2 separate regions of the Mus musculus genome follow, and region 1 is linked to region 2. Evidence: chromatin contacts called from public HiChIP or PLAC-seq data. All regions are on one chromosome and are shown on one strand. Each heading gives the region's core, a stretch centred on a gene start, on an enhancer-like site or on the middle of the called end of the contact. The rest is flanking DNA. Distances are from core to core; before and after follow the strand shown. Region 1 overlaps Cyp2c23 (cytochrome P450, family 2, subfamily c, polypeptide 23). Region 2 overlaps Cpn1 (carboxypeptidase N, polypeptide 1).

Region 1 (7,110 bases), core at 1,376-3,875, 43 kb after region 2:
ACAACAACTCAAGCTCCTTAAACTGCTTATTTAGAAAAAAAAAATGCTAGTCAAATAAACACACAGACTAACAGTGAGAAGGAATGCAGGCTGACAATGCCAAGTGGGTTTTATGGCCTTCCAGTAAATATGACTGGAGGCCAAATCTGGAGAAGAAAGATGATGAAGGTTCTCTGATGGACTCTGGCTCTGAGAATCAGAAAATTAATATTATTAATAATTAATAACAGTTAAATGAAGACATTTATATCTTGGAGTGTTTTGGAAAAGTTGATATTACAAAGGAAAACCAGCAGACAAAATTTGCAACAGTTTCTTCACTGCCAAGCAATAGGTGACATCTGAATTTAATGTTTGTTTTCTTTAAGAAGTTGCAATTAGCAGCCACCCAATAGTTCCTGGATGACGAAGCTGATGTGACTGGTATAGAGACTTGAATGTCTCTAGCTAGACTTGGGAAGTTAGAACAGTTCGATCAATTGACTTTACATCAGTGGGTCACGTAAGACGTAATTCAGTGACGCTAAGAGTTGCCCAAAACGTGTATATTTACCGAGGGAGAAAGGAACAAAGTAGTCTGTTTTCTTGAAGCAGCCATTTTTATCCAGAAAGTGTCCTGGATCAAACTTCTCTGGGTTGGGAAACTCCTTTTGATCCAACAAGATGGAAGACAGAAACGGGAACACAGCGGTGCCCTGGAACCAAGAGACAGACCACGGAGGTGCTTTACCACAGTTAGCCTATAGCTCCCAAGCCACTCAAATGCTCTGAGTAACAGTGGATTTAACAGGGAAATACTCACATAGTCCCTGGCTGTCTCGGGTTACTGCTGCTACACGCGCACTTACCGGCCTGGCAGTTCTTTGTGGTAAGAGTGACAGTCAGCATTCAAGAATTAGTTGCTGAAAATCTGAGGCGGCAGCTCACAGTGCCCACACACGCGCTTTTTTTGGAGCTTCAGCCTCAAGCTGAAAGACTTAACTTTGGCATGCTTACTTTTTTTGTTGTTTTTCCTCCTCTCTGGATTCTGATGTAAGTGGAAGAAAATGAGCCGCTGAGCCTCGGGTCTGTACAATGGAACCTCGTTCCCCTCACTTGTAAAATGGCGTAATAAAAAGATCCTCAACTGAGAAAATACAAGCCTGTATATAGGGCATTTTCTTGACTAAGGATTGATTGATGTGGGGGGCCCAGCCCTCTATGGAAGCTCCGCCCTCGGGCAGGTGGTCCTGGGGCGGGTAAGAAAGTCAACTGGATCAGCCAGAAGGAGCAAGCCAGTAGGCAACACTGCTTCATGGCTTCCGTTTCTGCCTTGAGTTCCTGCCTCAGCTTCCCTCAGTGGACTGTGACCTGGGATATGTAAGCTAAACTGTAAATAAACTCTTTCCTCCCAAATTGCTTTTGGTCACAGCGTTATCGAAGCAATATAAAGCAAGCTATCAGAGTGGGAACTGTATGCGAGCTAGCCACATGAACACACACAAGGACCAAAAATGTCATCCAAATTCAACATGTAAGGAATCGGGGATTTCCCACCATCCTTACAGGGGTGGCGTCCTGTGGCTTCACTGCCGTCTTATCCAGACACAGCGTGTGCCCTGCACTGAGCATGCTGTCAGACCACACAACTCCGGAGAACGTGGCCCGAAACAGCTCAGCTGAGATGCAAGACAACCGCATGCTCTGGTCTGCAATCTTCCTCCTGTACCCACAGGTTTTCTGTGCTCATAGAAACAATGGTTTAACTATAGACAGCAAAGACTTTCAGGCTTCCCCCTTCTGTCTTCCTTCAGCCTGCAAGTCTAAAGTTAATGTGTCTTTAAATTGTGTTAGAAAGGATGCTTGGGGCCTGGAGAGGTGGCTCAGCAGTTAAGAGCACTGACTGCTCTTCTGGAGGTCCTGAATTCAAATCCCAGCAACCACATGGTGGCTCACAACCATCTGTAATGGGATTGGATGCCCTCTTCTGGTGTGTCTGAAGACAGCTACGGTGTACTTACATATAATAAATAAATACATCTTTTTTAAAAAATCTAAAAAAAAAAAAGGCTGGTTTTAAAACTTGCTGTTTGAGTCACCAACTTGAGTGCCATTATGAAATTGTTTAAAGCAATTTTGGTAGGGTAGGGGTTTTTAATAACTTCTGAAATAGCAGTAAATCTCCTCCTGCTTTTTTGTGCTGAACATTTATGCAAAATGGTGCTCTCAGCATTGACAATTATAAAATCAAAATACTTAACCAGAAAATTTATCACCAGAAAATGTTTAACGTATATACCTATTTGGTAGGCCTAGATGCAAAGGTCCTGGTAGAGAAGGGCTGTGAGTGGGGAGTGATCAAGAAGCTGTAGCCCTGATGATGACATGCTAACGGCATGCTAACGGCGGCCACTGTTTATGCAGGAAGCCTCGCATCTGCCCGACCCCGTGCGGAGCTGTTTATAAACCTCGTTTAACTCTCATGCCAATGGAAGAGAGAGGATGCGTTTTTGGCTCACGTTATATAAACAGGGAGCTGAGGATCAGAAAGGAGAAACGCTTGCTTATGGCAAGCAGCACAGCTGGAACCAGGATCAAGCTCTGTCTGGTCTTGGAGCACCCAGCTTAGCCAAAAGCTTTTCTGCTTTTACTTCCGGTTTCTTTAAACGTTTGCGCAAGAATTGGAAATGACAGTGCGGTGCAAAACTGTACTGTGCAGAAGAAGGCTATAAAGCAAAAATGTTTCTCTCTTGTTCTCTTAAATTATTTTTGACATTTACTATAAAAATAACCTGTATTTGCCTGATGTAATTGTCATCTCGGAGACTTACCGCTGAATAAGCTCACCCTTTCTAGCTCTTTCTGAGCTCTGGCTGGCTGGTTCAATTCAGCTGTCCTGGCTCCAACTCCTCTCCAAACTGACTGATTCAATTAGGCTTCTCTCAGCTTCTCACTGAATTACTCCCTCTGCTGACCTGCACTGAACACAGGAACTCAAGTCCACTACATTCATTACACTGACTCTCCACAGACCCTACTCCCGCTCACTGACATTTGGACTGACCCCCCTTGATCCTCCCAGGGCTGACCTTAAATAGCCTTTCTTCTGACAGTTGGGCGTATCCTATCTCTGACCCATTCTGTCAAATCTTTCTCCGATTTGTCACTTTGTCTGCCCCTTAATTAGACTCATATTCGGGGACTGCAGGTGTGTTCTAAAGGCCTGTCTACATTCCAGCCAGATCACAGACCTAGGTCTTTGGATGCGATCAGAGCAGCCATGTTGCTGGATTAAAATACCTTTACATTTTATCTGTTTGTTTATCCTCCTGCAGCGGTGTGCACGTGGAGGTCAGAGGGCAGTTCTTTCATTCCACCACCTGGGTTCCAGGATTGAACTCAGGTCACTAATTGGCAGCAAGCACCTTTACCTACTCAGCCATCCCACTGGCTCCTCCCTCCTTCTTCACAGGCTTCTAGCTTGATATCATCACTGTTACCAGATCATAATTGTCCCCTGGAAGATACCTTATGAAATGAAAACAAGACATGCACAGCCTGGCCCACTGTTTCCACATAGAACCTGTGGTATTACGTAGCTTGCACACTAGTCTAGTTTATAGGAATAGCAGAATTTTAAATTCCCATGGTTAGTGAGCATCTTTTAAAACAGAACATTTCTAACCCTCAGATATAAACTACATTCTTTTAGTTTGTGCTTTGAGTCAGAGTCTCAAACTCATTATGTAACTGAGGCTGGCCTTCAACTCCTGATTCTCTTGTCTCCATCTGCCAAAAACTGGGGTTATAAGTGCATGCTTCAACATCTAGCTTTTAAGTATGTATATGTGTATATATATATATATATATATGCACATATGTATGTACATATATTTATCTATTATATATAATATAATTATTAATAATTAATTCCATATCAAAATTGGAATCTATTATTGGTTCCAGAAAATATATGTATTAATATAAATACATTTTATATATGTAATATAAACATGTTATTTTATTTGTAGATAAATTTTCCCAGCCTAATACAGAATAAGTCTTTTGATTTATTAAAAATTATAATATATAAGAAATTCTTATTTTGAGGAAAATCTGCACAAAATAAAACTTCTTAGCAGTGGGGATGCTCTTCTGGAGCTGTGAACGCCTGCAGCTGTGGCCACACAGCCTCCTGCAGAGGTTACCTTTGTTGCTGCTTCCAGCAAGAATGCCTGCCATCCCTCAGGCAGGACTCTGCCAGCTCCGCCACGGTCTGGACTACACAGTGAGTTCTAGGCCAGCCAAGACTACATGGTGAAACCCTGTCTTAAGAGTTCTCTTAAACATCCAGTCTATATAGTATGATAAGTTAAAACATGAATCCTTATAATTTTTATTTTCAGTCTATTCCATTCTGTGGGTTTATTTTACATATTCACTAACCATTCGTAATAACCATACATAAAAATAAATAAAATGTGTAATAAATTTTTAAAAAACCTGTGGATTTGTGTTTTACTTACTTATTATTTATTTATTGCTGAAACAGGTTTCTCTGTGTAGCCCTGGATGCCCTGGAACTCACTCTGTGGACCAGGCTGGCCTCAAACTCAGAGATCCACCTGCCTCTGCCTCCTAAGTGCTGGGACTAAAGGCGTGCACCACCACTGCCCAGCTCCTATAATTTATTTTAAATATTTTAAAAATTCCATATCAAAATTGGAATCTGTTAATTTGGTTCTAGAAAAATATGGTTATTAATATTAATTTATATATTAATATAAATACATCTTTTACCTATAATATAAACATGTAATTATATTTTCCTAGCCTAAGACAGAACGTCCTTTGATTTAAAAATTGTATAAGTTAGCGTTCTAAATTTGAAAATATCTTTAAAATCTTGCAAACTTTCTGCTTACTCCTGAGTACTTTTACCTTGTAATTTTTTTATTAATGAAAGTTTTCTTAGCTGGACTGGTGGTGAACACCTGTATTCTCAGCACACCAGGGATTAAGGTTAAAGAATTGAAAGATGGGGGTCAGTTGAGGCAGTGTAGTGAGGACTTGGTCTATTAAAAAGAAAGGAAAGGCCCAGTGACCCTCCTGCCTTTGCCCACCACAGTGCGGGGTTACCTGTGGCTTTATACTCCAGTGCTGGGATCTGAACTCAGGTCCTTGCACTTGCATACCACGTGCTCTCCCTCACCCACCGAGCCCTTGGTTTTTTTCTTATGATGTATATCCTGGTTTTAGACAACTGACTTCAAGGTCCAGTCCCATGTCAGCTGTGTAGACTCACACTTTAGCAGACTGGACAGGCAGGATGGTTTGAGTGTGGCAGTGTTTATGGCCACATTTGGAATCTTTTCTACACCTTAGGAGCAATGGAGCCCCTTAAATGTAAATGCTGAAGGCTTCCTGCAACCCTGGCATGCACAGATTGACTCTGAGGACAGCAATAGCCTAACTGAGTAACCCAACATTGGGATTAAAGGCAATATTTGGCTCAACATCAGAACCGCTGCACCTTCACAGTGAGGCCCTTTTTAAAACCCACCAAGAAAAACCAGGTGGGCTTCTTCTGGATTGAAGGCACTGCTCATTTAGTGCATGTGACATGAGGGGTCTGGGAAACTTCAGGTCAGCGTGCCATGTTCTACAAAGCCGAAGACAAGGCCCAGAGGTAACATAATGTCTGTGGCTCTGTGTTCTTTTGGTGACTCTAACCTGTTTCTCTTCCAGCCCCAGAACTGAGAGCCATTGCCTAAGCCCAGCAGGTACCATGGTAACCCCTTCCTTCCCAGTCATCTTTGCAAACACATCTAACCTTGGGGATGACATAGTGTCTGAATTTTGTGTCCTGGACCACAGCATGGGGCAGACTAGAAGGAAGGAGAGTGATGTATCTTTGAATCTCATGCAGCACGGCATCTGTATAGGGCAGCTTCATCTTGTCCTTCATGCTGGGGGGTTGGTGGCGTCCAATCACACGATCAAGTTCTTCATGAACTTTGGCTGCAGAGACACGGTGAGGGTTCCTCAGGCCTGTATTCCCAGGAGACCTGGAAATACTTGCAAAGAGTGATAGAAAGTGACCTAGAGAAGGCTTTGGTAAGGGGTGAGCGGGGTTGGGTGGGGGGTTCAAAGTCCCCTTTTGCTGCAAATCCCAAAGATGTGGCTATTGGAAACAAAGGTTGGGGCAGGAATGTGCAGGACTGCCATTGTGGTTAGGACAGGACCCAGGCAGGCCCAACTGATCATGTGATTCCCGGCAAATCAACCATAGAGGGAAAATGTTAGATCCTTATTCTGCCGGGCACACGTTTATCAGCTTCTAGCACTTTCCCACACCTCCCGTGGGAACTGCGTTTTGTGGAACAGTAAATCCTGACTTCCTACAGCTTGTGCTCTGAGAAATGGCTTGAGATTATCCTTGGAATTTCAGTTTTAACTTCATGATTAAGACCCACTTAGTGATCTATAAGCAGTTAGTGACTGCGGTAGGAGGAAGAATTGCCTTCAGTGGTGTAGCTGCTGGTAGGCCACCCATTCTCCTGTTAGAAACCCCTCACCTAGTTCCCTTCAGTAGTCCTTCCCCTGTTCCCGGATCAACTGGAGTGGGAAGTGGGAGACGTGGATAGGATCTATGTACACGATATACTTGCATGTAAAATGAATAGGAGCTATATACATTGTTTACATGCATGTAAAGGCATAACTAAACCCATCATTGTATGCAATTAGTATATGCTAAGAAAAAGAAAAATTCTGCCAGAGCTAAGAATCCCCCTTGAGGGGTTTGGTGCATTTTTAAGGCGTGAAATAGAAGCCCACAAGATGAAAGAACTCATGTGCGGTCACCCAGCCCGGTGTTGGCAGGTCCTCGAGTGGTTTCAGCATGGAACCCCTTAACATCTTCTGCTCAGTTGCAGCTAAATTTTTGTCTCTTTTTCTAACATATGAGGTTTGAGATCCATACGTTCTACTTTTGAATCTAAATCTAAATGTTCCTAAATGCCTCTCTTCCTTAGCAGCACCATGGGACATAATTCTGTCCCTCAAAGACAAGGCCCTTCCCATGAAGCACAGTAGCCCCCACCTCCTTCTTCACTCGGGGTACCTTGC
Region 2 (7,151 bases), core at 3,910-6,409:
GAGTGCCCTAGTCTCAAGTTGTATTGAGGCAGATTTTGTCCGAGAGAAGCAGAAATTACTCTGATATACAGCTTTCAATGGAAGAAAATGAACTGTTGTATAGAAGGAGAGTACTCAGGAGCTGAATCAAGACCCTGGGAAAGCTACCTGCCTGAGCAGCGTACAATCTATACTAACAACCCCCGGCATCCGGGTTGGACACCCACCATCCAAGGGTATTATACGGGAAGAGTCAGACCACATGATCACTAACTGTCTGGCTTGAAAATCTTACTTTTCTCAACCCACCCCCATCTTCCCTCTTTTGAGACAACAGGGTCTTGTGTGACCCAAGCTAGTGTCAAAGTCATTATGCAGGCTGGCCCCTCAAGTTCACGATCTTCCTACCTCAGCCTTCTGAGAGTTGGGATTACAGGGTGGGCTACCATGCCAGCCAGAGAGTATTTTAATATATATTTAAGACAGGGTCTTTTATAGCCCCAAACTAGTTATTTTGCCTGAAGATGGCCTCAAATGTACCACTATTGGTATTGGTTAACCTCCCCAGTTTGGGGGCTTATACTGATTACAAGTCTAATTTCTCTGGTGCTGAGACTGAGCCCAGGGCTCCCTAGGCACACCAGGCAAGCCCACTCTCACATTTCCAGCCCTTGCTGATTATAATTTCTTCCACCACCTTCAGAACAAAGCTAAAGAGAAAATAAAACATGAAAAGAAGCCTATTATTTTAGGGCAGGGTTGTAGAATTTTGGCCAATGAGCCTTCATTCCTCAAGAATCAATTGTGAGGGTGTCTGGAGAGATGGCTCAGCAATTAAGAGCACTTGGCTGCCCTTGCAGAGGACCTGGGTTTGGTTTCCAGTGCCCACATGGTGGTTCACAACTGTAACTCCAGTTCTAGGGGTTCAGATGCCCCCTTCTGGCCTCCTTGGGTACTGCATGGACACAGTACAATTACATACATGTAGATGAGCTACCCATACACACAGACCAAAATATAAATAAAATCTTTAAAAATAGGTAAGTAAAAGCTGAGCGTGTTGGACCCATCAGGAGAATCAGGAGTTCAAGGGCAGCCTCAGTCAGACCCTGCCTCAGAAAACAAACGAAACAACAAAAGGCAGTCTGGTTGGCCACGAAACTGAGGCTCTGAGCAGGATTCTTGGAATTCACACTCACTGTGGCACAAGTGTGCCCATCAGATCCATGCCCCAAATAAATACGTTAATGAAAAGGTAACGAATACTAGAAATAAATAGGATTTATTTGTTTATTTCTAAGGAATAATAAGGAATGATACTAGCAACCAGGCGTGACAGTGCATACCTTTAATACCAACACTTCACTTCTGAGACTAAGGCTAGGATCTCTGTGAGGTCCAGGCCAGCCAGGAATACATGAAACAAAACAAAGAATGACAGAAGTCGAGAATGCTAGTCGTGAGGACATTTCTCCCCCCCTGATATTACTAAATGTGTGAAATTTCTCTCTCACCTTCCTTCCTTTCTTTTTCTTTTTCTTTTTCTTTCTTACTTTTTTTTGGTGACAGGATCTCATGTGTTCCCATCTGGTCTCAACCTTACCATGTAGCCACTTGCCAGTCTTAGGAGTTTCAAGTTATGACCTTGAGGCTCCTGAATGCTAGGGTGATAGGTGTGAGCCACCACCCCTAGCTGAGTCAGTGCTAGGATTGAGCTCAGAGCTTCCTGCACGTTAGGCAAGTGCTTACCAAGCTACACCCCCAGCCCTGTAATTTACTTTAAAATACTTTAACAATGCAGGGTGTAATTATGTACATATTGGAGAGTTTAGGTTATATCCAGAAACTGTTATTGTCTTAATTGGGGGCTCTTGATCAGGGGCAATTAGCAATCGCGTGACAAAAGCTCCATTTCTCGATGCTTTCTGAAAGAGGGCTTTGGCGGTCTCCACCTGTAACCAACACCAGGTGCTTCACTAAGCAGCACAGCCTACGTCACTAGTGTCTAATCCTCATAATGGATCCTGAAAAAACGGAACCTAACTGTGGTATTCATTCTTAGTGGCTCTGACATTTCAGAGACCCTCCCCACCCTTGCTTAAATGAGGAAGAACCAAGACCAGCAGCCAGTGTTCTCAGAGATGGTGCTGAAGTTTGATCCCTCCACAGTCCTGTATGCAGCCTCGGGGCTGGAAGATTCCCCATTCTGCCAGACTGAGGTAACAGAGTTCTTTTGGAACTCTGCCTTTTCCTTAAACAAGCCTGTCTCTGAAGGGCTCTGGGACCACCTCTAAGGACACGAAGAAGAGATTTCTTCCAGCCTGGACAGGCAGCATGAGTTGTTAGATGCCTGCTTGGTAGCGAACAAGGTTGTTTTGGGAGGCGTGTAGCCACTGGCATCCACGAAAAATCAACACAAAGAAACTCCTAAGACTGGCAGGTGGTCAATTCGGCTGGGGCAGTCAGGAAGGAGACTGGCCAGGCTGGGACAGTCAGCAAGGAGACAGGCCAGGCACGCCTGTGAGGCTGACTAGCCAGGCATGTCTGTGAGGTGTCATGACCGTGTTAGCTGAGGTGAGAACGCCTACACATTGTTGGGTGACCACTCCCAGCTGGGAATCCGGTCTATGTAAGTGGAGAAAATGCTCTGGGTCATAGCTCTGTCTCCTGACTATGATGTGAGTTCGCTAGAAGCTTCAAGCTCCTGCCACCCTGACCCCCAACTATGGACTAGACCCTGGAGCTAGAAGCCACATCTGGCCGTTTTTCCCCTAAGTTGCTTCTTTTCAGAGTACTTTATCATAGCAACAGCAGAGGAAACCCAGCCAGTGCCCTTCTGGCATGTTCTAGGTAGCTCCAAGATTACCTACCCTCCACTGCTTGCCTTGCCTCAGATCCAGCCTATAGGAGGAATCTATTAGCTTTGCCTGAATGGACCCGTGAGAAATGCCTGAGCGGAGGGGAGAATAAACACGAGAGTCATAGTCCTTCTTGGCTGTTCCACTCCATTGTTATGAATGGTGTCTAGCCCAGAAGTCCTCCCAACCAGGCTGCCTCCACAGCCATCAGGGGCTCTGACCAGGGGCTCCATTCGCTTCAAGGCTACTCGCTCCCTGCTCTCAGAGCCTGCTCCCTCTAGCAGGTGAAGAATCTCCTTATCCGAATCTTAGCTGCTTGATGCAGCGCGTCTTTTCTGCTCCCATACCCGGCACGCACCCTCCTCTCAGTGTCCTCGATGGCTGGTCTTTCTGGCTTACCAACTGGTCCCCTCCTACCTGAAGTGACGTCGTGGTTGATGCCGGTGACGGAAATGACAGCCCCCGTGAGGTTGTTAGAGTTCTCATCCAACACCATTCCCTTGATGCCCTGGTGGACCTGCGGGAAACAGTGGCCACCGAGAGTCAGAATCACACAGTGGTTGGACAGTGGGAAAGGCTCTGGCCTTTCTCTTTTCTCATGGTTCCTCTCAGTCCATGTTCATTAACACCATGACAACACCCTGTAAACTAGCTCTTCACTGCTCCTCCAATCCCATAATCCCTCCTTAGTAGGCGGAGTGATCCTGTCACTCAGTCACAGTACACTGCCTTCTCAAAGCTCCTGTGTGGGTGGGCTTGTGAGGCCACAGTCCCCACTAGTAGCCCAGTCTCAAGTGTATGTGTGTTGAGTATTTTGCCTTCACGTGTGTCTTTGTACCCTGTGCCTACATGTTGCTGGAAGAGCCCAGCAGAGGGTCACAGAGCTCTCGGGACTAATGTCACCAATGTTTGTGAGCCACCATGAGGATGCTGGAAACAAACTTAGGTTTGCTGAGACAAGCCAGTACTCTCAATCAACCGCCAAGCCATCTCTCCAGCTCCTGCTGGTCTAACCTTGAATTTTGTTACAATTAAGGAAATTTAAGGGGGGGGGGTGCTGGTGAGATGGTTTAGTGGGTAAGAGCACTGACTGCTCTTCCAAAGATCCTGAGTTCAAATCCCAGCAACCACATGGTGGCTCACAACCATCTGTAATGAGATCTGATGCCCTCTTCTGGAATGTCTGAAGACAGCTACAGTGTACTTACATATAGTAATAAATAAAATCTTAAAAAGAAAAGAAAAGAAAGGAAAGGAAAGGAAAGGAAACGAAACGAAACGAAACGAAACGAAATGAAACGAAAAGAAACTTAGAAACTTTAGCGGTTAAGAGCACTGACTGCTCTGCCAGAGGTCCTGAATTCAATTCCCAGCAACAACATGGTGGCTCACAACCATCTGTAAGGGATCCGATGCCCTCTTCTGGTGTGTCTGAAGACAGAGACAGTATATTCACATTAAATAAATAAATAAATAAGTAAATAAATAAAATCTTTAAAGAAAGAGAGAGAGAGAGAGAGAAACCTTAGATTGTGATCTACTGAGATGGCTCAGTGGTTAAAGGCATTTGCTGCTAAGCCTGACTGAGTTTGAACTTGGTACCCAAAATGCTGGAAGAAGAGAACAGACTACCTTCCACAACTTGCTTTCTGATTTCCACACAAACATCATGGCATGAATACACAAGAGAGAGAGAGAGAGAGAGAGAGAGAGAGAGAAAATTTGAAGTAAATTGTGGTAAAATGTTCACTCTGTGAATTGTACAGCCCAGTTTATCACGCACATTTGTAATATGTGCCTAGCACAACAACTCACTTTTAGAACTCTCTTCATCTGACACTGAAACTGCTCTCCTTAAGATGAAAGTCTCCATCCCTCTCATTCTCTACCCCACCTCCTGCTCTTCCAGCCCCAGACACCATTCTGCATTCTGTCTGTGCGACTGTATAAACTCTATCTAAACAGAGGCACGGCTTACTGCCATACGACTGGCTTATTGCTTATTGCATAATCCAGATCCAGTCGTGCTAAGGTGTGTGTCAGCGCTTACCTGGTTTTGAAGGCCCTTTCTCTCTCTCTCTCTCTGCCTGTCTTCACTTCTTTGAGATTTAACCATGCTGAATAATATAACAATTTTATTCTAATTGTGGTTGCTTTTGTGGGTCTGGAAACACAATTTTGGGTCCCTCGTGTGCTAAGCAAGAGCTTTACCACTGAGCTAAACTTCAGCCCCATTTTTAATTTTCCGGAAGCTCTGTCACACTGCTTGGCTTAGAAGCAACATCACTTTCTGCTCACAGTGCCTAAAAGAGTCCAGTTTCTCCCCCTCCTCCAAGCCTTGTCATGTGTTTCTCACAGCAGCCGTTGCGGTGCACTTGAGGCGGCAGCTGGCTGTGGTTGCTGCTGCCGGGCACCTTTCAGATGTGGACTTGGCTTGTTTTAGTTGGACCTATTCTGGAGGGCCCACCCCTGTTCTAGATAACCTGGCTTGTCTGAGCCCCTCCGATCCTCAGGCTCCTCAGACCCCATTTGAGAGTGGCTTTCTCCGGGAGACTTTCTTCACAGCACTTCTCTTTTTAATGAGGCACAGAATTTACTTCCGTATTTTGCTTACTGTCTGCCCCGGTTAGAACATCAGTTCCATAGAGACAGGGATATAGGCTTGTTTACCCAGAGTCCCCAGCTTACAGTAAAGTTTTGGACAGACAGCTATGCTCTAGGACATTGAAGGAAAACCAACCGCAGGAGTAGAGGGCTGGTTGAGTGGAGTCAGCTCTGGGGACAGCCTGAGCCTGTGGCAACCCCAGCTGCCATTGGAAGACCTCTCTTGCAACCAGAAGAGTCAAACGGAAGGATCTTACCTGTTCCAAGAACTGGATTAAGGCTTCCCGGTTACCCAGCCACTCCCTCTGCAGCTCCTCTTGCCGGGGAAACTTGTCGCAACTCAGCTCGAGCGTGATCTCAAAGCAGTTAGTGTGGAGATAATTGAAGTCTTGCATTCCTAGGGAAAGAGACAGCGGCAGATCTTTGTGTCGAGGGACCCACCATTGCCACCTTTCTCGTTAGTCACAGTTTCTCCACCACATCTTTATCAGCTTCTCTCCTACCTCTTGACATCTGCTAACTTACTCTCCACAGAGCTGTTCCTGAGTCTCAGGCTGAAGGTTAGCCTGGTCTACATAGCAAGTTCCAGGTCTGCCTAGGCTACATAGCGAGGCTCTGTCTTAAAATAAACACAGAGACCAGCAACCATAACTAAACAACTGGTTTCCTCCCAGGTACTAAAGCCCCTAGAAGGTGAGCCATGCAGCTTAACACAGATCACTGGGCCTTAACTCAGGGTTTAACTCAGGAGGCACAGGGCACAGGGCAAGGGCCCCAAGTTTCTGTGTTGGACAACTTCCCAGGTTACTGTGGTCAGAGACCTCATTGCTGAGACAACCACTAGAATTGACCTAATTAACTATTGTTAATCTTGGGATTGTGTTGATTTGGTTTAGGGTGGAGATTCTCTGAGGAGGCACGGGCCATGCTTTCTGAGAGGATAGGGAGGGTGGGGAGGGAGAGAGGGAGGGAGGGAGGGAGGGAGGGAGAGAGAGAGAGAGAGAGAGAGAGAGAGAGAGAGAGAGAGAGAGAGAGAATGATTTGAAAAAGTATAGTGGCACATGCCTTTAATCCAAGCACTCGGGAGGCAGAGGCAGGCGGATTTCTGAGTTTAAGGCCAGCCTGGTCTACAAAGTGAGTTTCAGGACAGCCAGGGCTATACAGAGAAACCCTGTCTCGGGGGAAAAAAAGAAAAAAGAAAAAAAAAGAAAAAGCAATTATCTGGGGCTGGAGAGACAGCTCAGCGGTTAAGAGCACTGACTGCTCTGCCAGAGGTCCTGAGTTCAAATCCCAGCAACCACATGGTGGCTCACAACCATCTGTAATGGGATCCCATGCCTTCTTCTAGTGTGTGTCTGAGGACAGCTGCAGTGTACTCATATAAATAAAAAATAAAGACATCTTGAAAGAAAGAAAGAAAGAAAGAAAGAAAGAAAGAAAGAAAGAAAGAAAAGAAAAGGAAAGGAAAGGAAAGGAAAGGAAAGGAAAGGAAAAGAAAAGAAAAGAAAAGAAAAGAAAAGAAAAGAAAAGAAAAGAAAAGGAAAGAAAAGAAAAGAAAAGAGAAGAGAAGAAAAGAGAAGAAAAGAAAAGAAAAGAAAAAGCGTCTCTGATGCTTCCAATCTGGGGGGTGAGGAGGTTGGCTTCCTAGCACAAAGTTAAAGAAAGAAGAATCTACCAGAATCTTCTTGTGTATTCAAGTAGGTTTGGTGC

What was found. HiChIP or PLAC-seq counts read pairs in DNA pulled down with a chosen protein or histone mark.
Region 1: a contact with region 2 is called in an H3K4me3 HiChIP or PLAC-seq map of bone marrow-derived macrophages, with 2.3 times the contacts expected there. The contact joins two enhancer-like sites. A contact is called at or near these places in 1 of 15 datasets of contacts at CTCF or cohesin (the NIH/3T3 cell line), 6 of 484 Hi-C or Micro-C datasets (cortical neurons, extraembryonic endoderm stem cells, forebrain and 1 more), 5 of 115 datasets of contacts at active chromatin or transcription factors (bone marrow-derived macrophages, embryonic fibroblasts, embryonic stem cells and 1 more) and 3 of 9 other capture datasets (adipose tissue, embryonic stem cells and pancreatic islet).

What each region holds. Positions count from the first base shown.
Region 1 is chr19:44,006,471-44,013,580 of GRCm38.p6, forward strand. Cyp2c23 (cytochrome P450, family 2, subfamily c, polypeptide 23) reads right to left here. Exons shown (of 9, transcript NM_001001446.3): 6 at 7,106-7,110; 7 at 5,813-6,000; 8 at 554-695. Among named protein-coding and RNA genes, the nearest start is that of Cyp2c23, 19 kb to the right of the region's middle. Within about 2 kb of position 2,626, at least 23 of the 459 cell types and tissues checked have an H3K27ac peak or open chromatin away from gene starts, as enhancers often do. A contact at or near this core is called in adipose tissue and bone marrow-derived macrophages, where this site is marked.
Region 2 is chr19:43,960,477-43,967,627 of GRCm38.p6, forward strand. Cpn1 (carboxypeptidase N, polypeptide 1) reads right to left here. Exons shown (of 9, transcript NM_030703.2): 6 at 5,699-5,838; 7 at 3,255-3,354. Among named protein-coding and RNA genes, the nearest start is that of Cpn1, 22 kb to the right of the region's middle. Within about 2 kb of position 5,160, at least 60 of the 459 cell types and tissues checked have an H3K27ac peak or open chromatin away from gene starts, as enhancers often do. A contact at or near this core is called in adipose tissue and bone marrow-derived macrophages, where this site is marked.